3 separate regions of the Mus musculus genome follow, and all the other regions are linked to region 2. The links are chromatin contacts, called in public ChIA-PET and promoter capture Hi-C maps. All regions are on one chromosome and are shown on one strand. The core of a region is the stretch at or near the end of the contact, and the rest is flanking DNA. Distances in the headings are between cores, read along the strand shown. Region 1 holds the start of Hebp1 (heme binding protein 1). Region 2 holds the start of Borcs5 (BLOC-1 related complex subunit 5). Region 3 overlaps Etv6 (ets variant 6).

Region 1 (4,477 bases), core at 943-3,442, 530 kb after region 2:
CTAGACTCTTTGTAGGATAAAGCAGATAATTATGAGAGAGAGAGAGAGAGAGAGAGAGAGAGAGAGAGAGAGAGAGAGAGAGAGAGAGAGAGAGAGAGAGAGAGAGAGATTCTCCTTAGAATTGCAACAGCCCACCCAAGTCTATGTAAAAAAACAAAGCTTACACTTATCTTTGAATATTTAATAGCTTGTCAGAGGGAGTGTTCTTTCCCCTTTACGGTTGAAGAACCTGGGGGCTAGGGTAGCTGAGATGTTAAATAACTTACTTACAACCCTCCTGCCTCCACTTCTGAGTGCTGGGATTGCAGCCATGCCTGGTTTAATAAACACTTAGTGAGGTAACTACTAACTACACTATAAGTCTTTCAGCAGGCAACTCACACTTTGGTGTGAGCTGCCTGATGTGGAGGCTGGGACTTGAACTCACGTCCCCTACAAGAGCAGTGCACACTCTTAGCCGCTGAGCCGTTTCCCTGGCCCCACAGTGTGTATTTCTTATTTGCTCATTGGCTATAGGAGCCTAAGCTTCACAAAGGCAGAACTGTGACATAGACTCACCTACTCTGCTGCTATAGAGCTCCAGCTTGGAACTCACACAGAGCCCACTCTGGCCTCAAACTTGTGGCAATCCTCCTGCCTCTGCCTCTTGAGTTCTGGGATGGCAGACATGAACCACTGTATCTAGTTTGGTTTTGTCCACCCTTAATCCTCATTTTCCAGCTACACGGCCTGCACAAAAAGTGTTATTTGTTAATTACTCTTTAATTGGGGGATTTCTTACAGAGAACTTGGGTATCTGGAGTTCCTTAAAGATTTGGCAACACTAGTCCTGGGGAAGTTCAACTTTCAGCACGCTTCAGTTGCCACCAGGCTGTATAATCTAACCAGCCCATTTCACTCCTTTTCATTATCTGTCTTTGAACTCGTTCGTGTCCCTGCGTGATCAGGGCTTCAATTGCTTGTTCTACACACAACTGAGGAGCCCCTGAGAGGGGGAAGGATGGCTTGACAGAACTCTGGAGGGCTGAGTCTAGACTAAAGTTGAGTTGTGGGCTTTGTGTGAGGTTCAGTGTAGTAGGTTCCAGACCTTGGCCCCCAGGTAACACGGGCCTTTTATCCAGAATCATTATAATAAGAGAGTGTCCTGAGATAAAATATATGTCAGGCTGAGGGAGCAGATGAGTTGCAAAATACTCGGCTTGGTTTGCACAAGGCTCTAGGTTTAATTCCCAATATTAACCAACCAATAATCAAATACATGCCTTCAAGATTATACCCGAGTACCCAAACTCCTAACTTTCATGAAAGCTGACCGGGTGTCCTGATGCCCCTCTGGTGCCGATGCAAATTTGGTAGACCAAGGTGATTAAGTCTCCTCGCTCACTCCATGCATCCAGCACTAGCAGTTGCAACCGTGCAGCTCTGAGCCTTTGCACAGGCACTTGCCTGGGAACTCCCACACAAGCGGAGCTTAGCAGCCCACAGGTTGAAGGGCCCCTTATGGCTCCCTAGCAGATATGCCTGCTGCAACCATGTGTCTCTCACAAAATTGTTCAGAATGTAGCCAGGCGTAGTGGGTCATGCCTGTAGTCCCAACTCTGGGAAGGCTGAAGTGGGAGGAATATTGCGACAGAATTCGAGGCTAATCTAGGTTACACAGCCAGTGTCAGGGTAGCCTGGGACAGAGTGGGTCTCTGCCCTAAGAGGGGGGGGGGGAGTTCAGACGGTTTGGAATGCTTAAATGGACAGATGCACGCAACAGGCAGTGTCCCACTCGCCAAGATGGATCCTTTTCCGCGTCAGTGGTCTGGCTGAGCCAGACTGCTCTTTCCCCTCCTTCCCAGAGCAAGCGCCGGGCAGTACAGGGCGGCCCCAGCCGGAATGCAGCTTCGGTCACAGTCCCACCCATGGCCCCGCGGCACCAGTTTCAGCCCCGGCCAGGGTGGGGACGGCCGCGCAGAGTCCTCCTTCAGGTCCTCTACACCCTGCCGGCCTACCTTGCCCCCGGTGCTTAGAACCTGCCAAGGCCACGTTTCCACGCTCCCGAACAGTGAGTTCCTGATCATGCCCAACATGGTGACGCCGTGGGGTCTGGCCGATCGAGCGTACACTCACTGGCAGTAAGGTCCACAGGGCGAGGGGCAGTAAGCGCGTGAGTAGACAGGCGATTGGGGCGGGGCTGCGGCGGTCTCCGCCCACTGGGCGACACCGGGCGTGGCCTGGGCAGCGTCCCCCAAACTCCACCCACGTGAGCCCAGTCTCCTGGGTGCGGAGCTGGTTCAAGCCTGTAGCACCCCACTTTGTGTATACTTTCCTTAGTCACCCTCTTCCTACCTCACTGCATCTCACAGATGATTAAAAACAAACCGTGTTCGTTCTTTTGTGACAGGGTCCTGCTATGCAGCCTACGCTGGCCTGAGGATCCCTCCGCTTCAGCTTCTGGAGCACTGGGCTTGCAAGTGATCACTGTCACTCCTGGCTTCATCTTCTAAGGGGATGGAAAAGCCACTCTTAACCTTTTTCTTACTGTTTTCTTTTTTAACTTTGTCTTTTTAGTTTGTTGGGCAGGGTCTCAGTGTCCAGGCTGGCCCAGAACTCACTATTGTAAACAGGGTGGCTGGGAACTCTGCTGTCTTCCTGTCTCAGCTTCCTCCGAGCTGAGGATTATGGGAGTGCGTCACCATAACAAGCTCTACAGTGCATTTAAAAATGGTTTTACTTTAAGGTGTGTGCGCGCACACTGGTGCGTTGTATTCCCCTGGGAGCTAGTATCACAGGAGGTCCCAAAGGTGGGTGCTAGGAACAGAACTGAGATCCTCTCTGAAGGCAGTGTGCGTCTTTAAGAGCTGAGCCATCCCTCCAGTCCCAACAGTGTATTAATCACAAGTTTCACACTACTTGCCCAAACAACAGCTCGTTCAGTCCCCTTATAACCTAACCGATTTTGTCAGGATTTATTTTATTTGAGTGTTTGTTTCTTGCCAAGTACTTTGTAAATATTACCTGTACTCTAGTACACTCTAGGATCATTAATATACACACACCACATAATAGTATCACAGATATTATTAGGGTACTAGATACTAAATCTACACACATCACACAGTCCTAGTATCACAGTTGTACATGTACCCATCTTACGGGGGTGGGGAGGTTGAGGGAATGGTGTGAAGATACTGAATAGGAGCAAAATGCATATGCAAATGATATGCAAATGATATATACATAAACTGTCATAGTGAAGCCCATTGCTTTATATGCTATCTGTCCTGGTCAACTTGACACAAACAAGTGTTATTTGAGAAGAGGAACCTCCATCGAGAGCTTGTCTGCATCAGATCACCTGTTAGCCAGTCTGCGGGGGCAATTTCTTGATTAATGACTGAGATGGGAGGTTCCATTCAACTGTGTATGGTATTGCCCCATGGCAGGCAGTTCTGAGTTGTTAAGAAAGTAGGTTGAGCAAGAAGACCTAAGGAGCAAGCCACTAAACAGGACTTCCCCACGGGGTCTGCTTCAGTTCCCACCTCTGGGTCCCTGCCTTAAGTGATGGAATGTGACTGTGTGTCCATTGTGTCCAAGTGTGGAGCATTGTAAGAAAACAATAAACCTTTTCCTCTCAGAGTTGCTTTTGATCATAACAACATATTATTATTAACATAAAATTTTATATATTATATATTAATATTTTACACAATATTGTACATATTATATGTTACATATAATTAATAATAAATTGTTATTGTTATAGTACCAATATAGTGACAAAAGCAGAGGGAGAAAAAGAGGAAGTCTGAATCAAAATAAACAGGTTTTTCAAACCACTGAAAGCTCGTGGTTTATAACCCCCTGACCCCGCAGGAATGGACCCTCTCTTACCCCCTTCATATCTGGCTTCTCTGAAAGGCCACTTCAAATCCTGTGTCTTTATGACCAGTGGAACAGGTTCCTCTTTGTTCTAATGTCCTGCCCATGTGACATTTGTTCGTGCACCTTGAACCTGATGGCTGAAATGGCTTAGGTTGGCTGCTACTGAGCTGTGATCTGAATCGTCCGTTGTGTGTAGCTGCTGTATGTGTATGTGTGTCTCCTTGACAAAGGGAAGTGGAGGCTGAGCTAGGCAGAAGTCTCAGCAATAGTCATAACGATGTCCTCAAGTTTGGTGGGAAGAAATACTCACGTTATTAACTGCGTATGAAAAGAGGGCTTTCCCATAGCTTCATTACAGATTCTTTCATTGGTGTATAATAAGTGGCTGTTTAATTAGTTCATACTTTGTTTCTTGACACTAAAATGCCATTTATATTAAGAGGCACTATTTTTATGTACCATCAAGAAAGAAACAAAATGTTACTGAAGAAAAACTATGTTGGGGCTGGCGAGGTGGCTCAGTGGGTAAGAGTACTGACTGCTCTTATGAAGGTCCTGAGTTCAAATCCCAGCAACCACATGGTGGCTCACAACCACCTGTAATGAG
Region 2 (4,455 bases), core at 1,804-4,303:
TTGTGCGTCAACTTGACACAAGCTGGTGTTATCACAGAGAAAGGAGCCTCCCTTGAGGAAATGCCTCCATGAGATCCAGCTGTAAGGCATTTTCTCAATTACTGATCAAGGGTAGGAAGGCCTATTGTGGGTTGGTGTCATCCCTGGGTTGGTAGTCCTAGGTTCTGTAAGAAAGCAAACTGAGCAAGCCAGGGGAAGCAAGTCACTAAGCAGCACCCCTCCATGGCTTCTGCATCAGCTCCTGCCTCCAAGTTCCAGTCCTGACTTCCTTTGGTGAAGAACAGCAAAATGGAAGTGTAAGCTGAATAAACCATTTCCTCCCCAACTTGCTTTTGGTCATGATATTTGTGCAGAAATACAAACCCTGACTAGGACAAATTGGTACCTGTCCCGGCCTTTGGGACAGTCGACCAGGGTCTGGGGAACCACCTATGGAGAGAACGAGAGGTGAGAAGCACAAGGACTGACAGCAAGTCTGATTGATCAAGCTGTCAAATTTTTATTGTTCCCAGGCAGATTTTATGCCCACAGAAGCAGGGTATGGGGAGGGGGATTTCGCAGAATTGCTTTGTTTCTGGGAGAACGCACCTGTTCCCAAAAGCAGGCTATTGGCTAGGTAAAAAGTTCAGCAGGAGGAACAGAACAGAATGGGTTGCAAGGTACCTGTCCACAAGATCTACAGCTATTTGTTCTTAACTGGGGGTAGTAGTTTCCATAGAGGCCTCAACTTTTTCCCACAGAAATCTAAACTAAGCTAGTGCTTTTCCACTAAGGCCAAGACTTTGTAAGTAAGCACTTATGGCTAACAAGGCAGTTAACATTCAAACACGGTCGCTCCCAACAGGTACCAGCATAGTGGGGTATTCCTGTGACAACCTGACCATGTTTTGGGGAGGACTGTGGAAGAACTTTGGAACTTTGAGCTAGAAGAGCATTGGTTTTTAAGAGCTCTGTGGGATGTTGTGTAGGAGCTTGGAAGATAATGTTGAGAACAGTGCAGAAAATGGAGGCCTGGCTTGTGAAACTTCAGAGGGATATTAAAGAATCTTTTATTGTTTGTTTGTTTGTTTGTTTTTTCAAGACAGGGTTTCTCTGTGTAGTCCTAGCTGTCCTGGAACTCACTCTGTAGACCAGGCTGGCCTCGAACTCAGAAATCTGCCTGCCTCTACCTCCCAAGTGCTGGGATTAAAGGCATGTGCCACCAATGCCCAGCGATATTAAAGAATCTTACCAGGGCTGTTGCTACTTTGATTGTGAAGATTCTGTGGTTTTGGTTAGCTGGAGCTGAAGGATCAGCTGTGGTTAACAAGATACCAGGACTACTAAAGCGAAACCTTTGCATTACTGGGGCAATTGATGCTGGTTAGCTGGAGCTACGAAATTAGCGGTGATAAAGAAGAGGCCAGCATCACTGAGGTGACATCTTCTGGAAGGTGTTTTCTGAGAGCACAGAAGCTGTGTTCTGGAGACAACCACAGTTGTGCCTCATGTAGGACCCATACTTGGTAATGTATAAGAGTCACCCAGGTGGTACTGGTTTTGAAACATGAAGGGGTAGCAGCTGATGCTTGGCTCTGTGAGAGGCCAGGAGAGGTCACTGGTGAAGGTGCAGCCACAGTGGCAGTTGAAGGCCCAGGACTAAAGGGGTCATGCAGAGAAGTTGAAGCTTAGCACCATGAAAAGAGCCTATGAGAGTGAAAGTGCAGTCCAGTTGTAGCAGAAAACAGCAGTGTTTTGGAGATGCCAGTACCACTGAGAACAGCAACACTGGTGTACAGGCATCTGGAGCCTAGAAAACAAGGTGGGTGCTACAAAGGGCTGAGCTGGAGAAGTAACACAAGCCCTTGGAGGAGCCCAGAGCATCGAGAGTGGATCCCAGACATTGGATAGTCAGAGTTTGATTTTGCTTTTGATTGTGACTATGCCCTGGTATTTTTCCCTCTTGAAGTATGAAAGTATTTTAGTGGAGCCCACAGATAGGAGACTGAATTGTAAAAAGACTTTGAATTTCAAGATATTAGATATTTTAAAGGGATTGAACTTCGGTGGTAGTTGAGACTGTAGAAGGGTATAGATGTATTTATATCTCCCCCAAGGAAGGAATTTTAGCAACACAGGCATACATCATAAAGCCAAGCTGCTTGTAATATCTTGAAACAGATGAGAGAATCCCTATAAGGCATTGGGTTACTACCCATCTATATGAGATTGGCTCAGATAAGCAGTTTCCTTTTTTTGTATTAGCTGTTTATCTTCCTGGCTTCTGGTAGTTCCATAGTGATCTGTCAATAAAACAGCATATTCTAACAATTTCTTACTTATTTCTAACTCCTTAAAACACACACACACACAGTCTTGGCATTTCCTGTATGGCCTCCTACTACAAAACTCCCTGCTTTCAAAGTTTAGAAAAGAACTCTGCTTCTGTACTAGTGTGAATTGAAATTTGAGGGCTACAGACTACCTTTCTTCCTCATTGGTAAAATAGGTGTAAAAATACCGATTTTTGCCTGACATGGTGGTGGTTTACCCTGTAACCCAGCACTTCTGTTGATTGAGCCAGGATCGAGAATTCGAGGTCACCAGGGTCATACAGAGTGAACTTCTATCTCAAAAACAAAAACCCAGACCATTCTGTAAAGTCGTTTGAAGATAACCAGCATTACAGTTCTTTTTTTTTTTTTTTAAAAAGATTTATTTATTAATTGATTTTTATGTATATGAGTACACTACAGCTGTCTTCAAACGCACCAGAAGAGGGCATCAGATCCCATTACAGATGGTTGTGAGCCACCATTTGGTCGCTGGGAATTGAACTCAGGACTTTCGGAAGAGCAGTCAGTGCTCTTAACCGTTGAGCCATCTCTCCAGCCCCAGCATTATGGTTCTTAATATGTGTTGCTCAAAGGTAATTAATGTGTCTTCGGGGGTAGGAAAAGGCTTTATCTTTTGGACATCTTTGGCCTTGGGGAAGCCTAGCCCTTTAAGGCAGCGCCGCCCCAGCCTCCAGCGCGCGTCTCTTGCCCCGCCCCACCCCTCGGGTTTGGAGGCGGGACCTCCAAACCCGGAACTGAAGGCCGCGCATTGCCGGCCCGGCCAATCGGCGTCCCGGAAGGAGCGAGCTGAAGCCACCGAGCCAGTGAATGACAGCAGCGCCGCCCGCCGGTCGCGGCTGCAGCCCTGCCGGCGTCCCGAGCCTCCTGTCAACGCGAGCGGCGTGCTTTCCAGCGGCGCCTCTCCAAGTGTCTGTGGCCCAGCGGGGTCTCCCCGCTCTCCCTAGCCTCTGCCCCGGTGTCCCTCCGCTGCAGGGGCCATGGGCAGCGAGCAGAGCGCGGAGGCCGAGAGCCGCCCCGGCGATCTGAACGCCTCAGGTCGGTGCCTCACCTCCCCGCACCGGTGTTGCTGGCGAAGCCGACCGCCCCGGTGCAGGCCCTCTGTGTTCCCTAACACAAAAAAAGCGTGGCCTCCCGCCCCAGTCCTAGTCCCCTAAACCGGCTTGCCCGGCTTCACTCTAATTTCTAAAAGACGACCTACTTAGTGTTCGGTTCCTGGACTCCACACTGACGTGGAGACTTGGGTCACACTGGATCGATCATACCCGAGTCCTCCAAGATCAGGTTTTCTGAAAATCGGGGTGTCGAGGAACCTTTTCAGAAGGGTCCTGTGAGCACTGGGCGGTCACTCTCAGTGTTTGGGTGCAAATATTTCCAGGCACCGCTCTCTGGCCACTCAGGTATCGGTTTTTTGTTTTGTTTTGTTTTAATAATTTTAAAAATAAGTTGGCCAGGTGGCAGGCAGTCTCTCGTGTATCTTCTGTTCACATTTTTTAGACGTCTCTTAGCATTTGGGGTAGGATTTGGAAGGGTTTTGTCCTGTACCTGTAGTAAGTGCTCAATAAAACAGCTGGCAATTGAAAACCATTTGGTCCTTTTGTTGTTACTTAGGTAACCTCTGAGAGGGCCCTCGATAGGCTCAAGGGTTACAAGCCTAATTAGTTAAACTCTCTCATAGCCAAAGAGTCTCAGAGTGGCTCTCTACTTGGTAATCTTTGCAACTTAGAAATGTGGAAGCTAACAGATGATTCATGCTGAAGGGCGTTCCTTCAAGACCTGCAGTCAGGGGCTTGCAGCTACTAGCTTTGTTATGTTTTCATTCCTTGGAAGGCCTAGAGTATCACGTCTGTTTTTAAGAAACCCGCAAAAATGGCTCATCTCATACTTTTTTTTTTTCTGTATCAGGCCAGAAGCACACTTTAGGGGAAGTAGTGTAGCATCCTATCAGACAGTTGCTCATCCGGGAACCATAGAAATGAGCATAGGCTCATTTCTGATAGAACGTACACATCCCGTGCCAGGATAATGTTTATAGTATACCCATTTTTGCCCACATCTTTACCAATTTTATGCATAAATAATGCCTAACTGCTTTGAAGTCCCTTTTCCTTTGAGTCTGGAG
Region 3 (4,515 bases), core at 232-2,731, 570 kb before region 2:
CCCAATTCCAATTTTAATGTCAGTGTGATGACTTTTGGTCATGGCTACTGATCTACTGCCCCAGGTAATAAAATCTATTGAGGGCAGGGAAGATGTACATGCGTTTAATCTGGAGCTCAGAACGGTCAGGGCATGGTTTCATCGGTGACCAAAGCTCACAGGAGTTGTTTTACGCCTGTTTTCTACAGTTCACACGGCGGTACCTTCTTCCTCCTGGCTTTCTGTCCCCTTGTAGAGAGAATAGTTTCTGATTATCTTAGGATTTCTTTTTCTGTTCTGATTTTATCTCATTCATTTAAAGAGAATGATATGCATCGTTGTATTGGGGTTCTCTAGAGAAAGAGAGCCAGTAAATTTTATGCATGTATTCATTCATGTATCAATTAATTAATTAAGATGCATTAGCTCACATGACAGTGGAGGATGAGGGGGTGTGTCCTGTGATCTTCTGCTGTCCTCAGGCAGGCGCCCCAGGAAAGCCAGTTGTCACAGTTAAGTCACAGTCTGAAGGCCTGGTTCCTCAGGTTGCTGGGGACTAGCAGATGAGAGGAGCTATCCATCCCGACTCACACTGTGGAGTAGGAGGGCAAAGGCCAGAACTCACGGATTCTTCCTTCCTTTTTCTGCTTTGTGTTTCCCCAGCCTCGAGGGACTGGTTCATGCTGTCCTCACGAGGAAGGGCCTCACCCCTGAGTCCACAGCTTCAGATGGCTGAGATTACCAGGAAATAGCCTCAGAGAAGAATGCTGAGATAATAGGAACCTCGTGATCCAGGAAAGAGTATATGCAGAATTAACACAGGTATTAATGACACCTGAATGGAAAGTAATGTTCTGGCCTTCTGTGAGTGGATGAGTGTGTGTGTGTGTGTGTGTGTGTGTGTGTGTGTGGGGTGTGTATGTGTATACGCACATGTGCACGTGCACACACACACAGGAGTAAGAACTTTAAAACAATCAGAATGTGTAGGAAGGAAAGATCTAACTTGATCATCAGTTTTTCCTTACCCAGGTCTTCGACTCTCTTGAAATAAAGGGTAGATCGTTGTGTGTAGGCTTCTTGTTTGTGTAAGTTAGAGTACTTTATGAATGAGTGAAGGGTTGAATAAAGGACATGACTGACTTCTTCCCACAGACTCTTTTTCTACGTAGGTCCCCTACACCAGGAGACACTCACTCCTCTTTCGGACAGACTTGCTACCAAGTTCACACATAGCATGTTAAATGGCTTTAATGCTTCTCATGTCTATAAATAGGTGCTTTTAAAAATGGGGCCACTGTGGGACCTGACCATTCTTGTCACTCTCCTTTCTCTTCCCGTAGGGAAATGGCACATTTATAAAGAGTATGTGAGATCTGATGCTTTGTGTCTTTCACAGGCCGCCTATCAGAGCGAGAGTGACAAGGCAGCTCTTAGGTGCAGACTTGCTTGTGGTATTGGGCGTTTTTTTTGTTGTTTTGTTTTTTGTCAGCTTGACACAAGCCAGTGTCATTTCACAAGAGAGAACCTCAATTAAGAAAGTGTTCTCATTAGATTGTCCTCTAGGCAGGCCTGTGGGGCATTTCCCTGATTGATGTAGAAGAACCTAGCATCCTGGGAGTGGTACCATGGCTAGACACATGGTCCTGGGGTGTTGAAGCAGTCCTTCTCCATGGCCTTTGTTTAGTTTCTGCTCCAGATTCTTGCCCACTTGAGCCAAGTTCTGTTTCGAGTTCCTGCCTTGGTGTCTCTGAATGATGTGCCTAAGTGACTGATTGTAACCTGCAAACCAGATAAACCCCTTGTCTTCAAGTTGGTCAATGTTTTATCACAGCAGTAGGAAGCAAACTAAGGCTCCAACGAGCAGCTCACAGTCCTGCTGGCCTCTATCATTCTGACATGAATGTCAGCACACACCTCCTCACGGTGGTACTCTTCCGCATGTTCTTTGACATTCGTGCAATGCTATTAGCCTGGCTGGGAGTCGAGCCTCGCTGTGCCCTTGGTTAAGCCATTTCCCGGTGTCTTAGACTTTATTTGTAAAGTTGAGAGATGAGCCTCCCAGTTCTCTGGCTGTAAGGGCATTTTGACCTCTGAAAGGATGTGGGTGAAGTTTTAATCTTTCATACCTTCCTTCAAAGGAACATCCAGGTCATGTCAGTTATGACTCAGAATACCCTGCGGCGCTCTGGTTCTTGTAGAAATAAAGAACTTATACTTTAAGAGGCAGCCCATCAACTTAATTCAAACTTAGGAACAATAAACTAAAAGCCAATGTAACATATAATTTACCACTATTGTGTTTTTGTTTATGTTTCCCTCTGAGAGGGGGGTCTCATGTAGCCCAGGCTGGCCTTGAGTGTAGCTGAGGATGACGCTGACCTTCCGAATCTCTTACCACTACTGCCTGAGTGCTGGAATTAGAGGTGTTTACCTGCACGGCTAGTTTATGTAGTATTATGGCTCAAATCAGGGCATTGTGAATTCTAGGCAAGCACTCTGAATTAGCTGCATCTTCAGCTCATTTCTGTAACCCAGACTAGCCTCCATTTCATAAGAGTCCATTTGCCTCAGCCTTACCCAAAAGTCTGGGATTATAATCATAAACTACCACACCTAACATTTTGTCCTCTGTATTTCCCCCATTCCCCTACACCCTTTCTTTCTGTCTTTTGTTTGTTTGTTTGTTTGTTTGTTTCTCTGTGTAGCACTGGCTGTCCTGGAACTCACTCTGTAGACCAGGCTGGCCTCGGACTCAGAAATCCGCCTGCCTCTGCCTCCCCTCCCAATTAAAGGGAGATTAAAGATGTGCGCCACCACTGCCCAGCCGCTGCACCCTTTCTAAGCTGCTTCTGGTAGTACAGGAATTTTGCTTGCTTGCTTGATTTTTTTGGCTAAGAACCTTTCCCTCCCTATGTGCAGCTCCTGACATCATCTTCCAGGGTCCATATTACATGTTCAGTCAGGGCAGGAAGTACTCCGGATTGATTTCTTGCAGCCAGTGATTAACTTCCTCCATTGAGGACTTGTTTAAGGGGAAGAACCCACAGCTTGTTAAAATGATTGCCTATCCCTGTCTCACCTTCCTGCAGCAGAGAGATCTGCTTAGAACCTAATTAGAGCATATCGCAGTGGCGTTCCTTGATGGCCTCCTCCTCCTGTACTCTGCCCACATCTATACTCTCACACCTATAGCAGTCAGTTCCTGCTCATGGCAGGGAATGGCCACAGAGAAGGCTCCTTTAAGGGTTTCACTCTTTCTCCTCCACCCTGCAGTCTTTGTTTGCTCTCCTCCTTATGTAATGTTCTTTAAAGTCTTTGAGAGCTGGGGATATAGCTGAGCTTGATAGCACTTGCAAGAATTCTTGGGGCTCTGGGTTCGATTCTCAGCACTTCAGAAACACAAGGCAAAGAACAGCACAGGTTACTTTTGGATCCTGAGATAGATATATGGGAAATTGGGGTACTTTAAAGCCACTGTAGACTGGTCAGAGCTTCCTGGTAGCATTGGCAAAGAGAGCCTTTTGGGAGATACTTTCCTGCATCCCATGGAAATGAATTTTCTTCCTATTAAAGATAAGGCTGATGTCCCTACCATGTACATAGGTGTTGATGATGGCCATTTGTCGCCACCTGACCTCCTTAGCAGCTGGAACACCCTCTAGCTCACTGGGTGCATTTGCTTTTTAGGGTAGTTTTTGTTTAATTTGTATATTGAGTGGTATACACAGTCCTACATTTATTTATTTTATATATGTGAGTACAATGTATCTATCTTCAGACACACCAGAAGGGGGCATCAGATCTCATTGCAGATGGTTGTGAGCCACCACGTGTTTGCTGGGAATTGAACTCGGGACCTCTCGAAAAAAGCAGTCAGTGCTCTTAACCATTTGAGTCGTCTCTCCAGCCCCCATCGTCCTGCTTTCTTTGTTCTCCATTATCTGAACAATTTGTCTTTCCTAGCTTTTTGGCAAATATAGACAAAGTTTAAGTTAGCTATTTATACTTACTAAAATGTCATGCCGTTTCTTCTGTGGTTCTTGGTTTTGTTTGTTTGTCTATTTTTGTTAGGTATCCAGTGACCTGTGGGATGCTCAGGAAAGCAGGAGATAGGACTGGAAGCTTCTGATCATGGATGGAGCTCCATTCTATCCATGGGCAACAGATCGCTGGCCAATGAGCAAATTTTTGGTGCATATTTTTTGTTTACATTCATTGTGTCAGCTAATTGTTTTCTTTTAAAGTATAATTCAACTAAGAGAGAAAGTGTAAACTCATTATATACTAACTGAATTTACCTAGGTTTTTGTTTTGTTTTGTGACCCCAGACTGTGACAGTTTTAGGCTCCGATGTCTATTCCACTAGCTCACACGACTTTCTCATCAGTTTGTGGTCCATGACTGGAGAGAGGAAGGGAGCGTGCCTGTCTCAGGACTTCTTGTTAAGTGTGGCTTTACTTTCTGTTCCCTTGCGTCTCAGGAAACTTAGAGCAGACTGTGGGTCTGAATTTAGAGTTTGTTTTCCTGGAAATG

Evidence for each region. Promoter capture Hi-C pulls out the DNA fragments that hold promoters and counts their contacts. ChIA-PET counts read pairs in DNA pulled down with a chosen protein or histone mark.
Region 1: a promoter capture Hi-C map of liver shows a contact between it and region 2, with 2.1 times the contacts expected there. The contact joins the promoter of Hebp1 here to the promoter of Borcs5 in region 2. A contact is called at or near these places in 3 of 39 promoter capture datasets (fetal liver, liver and pre-B cells) and 1 of 115 datasets of contacts at active chromatin or transcription factors (trophoblast stem cells).
Region 3: a contact with region 2 is called in an RNA polymerase II ChIA-PET map of memory CD8 T cells, with 5 read pairs. The contact joins the enhancer-like site here to the promoter of Borcs5 in region 2. A contact is called at or near these places in 5 of 39 promoter capture datasets (hematopoietic stem and progenitor cells, hippocampal neurons, liver and 2 more) and 4 of 115 datasets of contacts at active chromatin or transcription factors (craniofacial prominence, memory CD8 T cells, microglia and 1 more).

What each region holds. Positions count from the first base shown.
Region 1 is chr6:135,166,023-135,170,499 of GRCm38.p6, forward strand. Hebp1 (heme binding protein 1) reads right to left here and starts at 2,193. Exons shown (of 4, transcript NM_013546.3): 1 at 1,998-2,193. The coding sequence starts at 2,075.
Region 2 is chr6:134,637,887-134,642,341 of GRCm38.p6, forward strand. Borcs5 (BLOC-1 related complex subunit 5) reads left to right here and starts at 3,054. Exons shown (of 4, transcript NM_026371.3): 1 at 3,054-3,371. The coding sequence starts at 3,314.
Region 3 is chr6:134,065,665-134,070,179 of GRCm38.p6, forward strand. The region is part of intron 1 of Etv6 (ets variant 6); the gene reads left to right. Among named protein-coding and RNA genes, the nearest start is that of Etv6, 32 kb to the left of the region's middle. Within about 2 kb of position 1,482, at least 37 of the 459 cell types and tissues checked have an H3K27ac peak or open chromatin away from gene starts, as enhancers often do. A contact at or near this core is called in memory CD8 T cells and microglia, where this site is marked.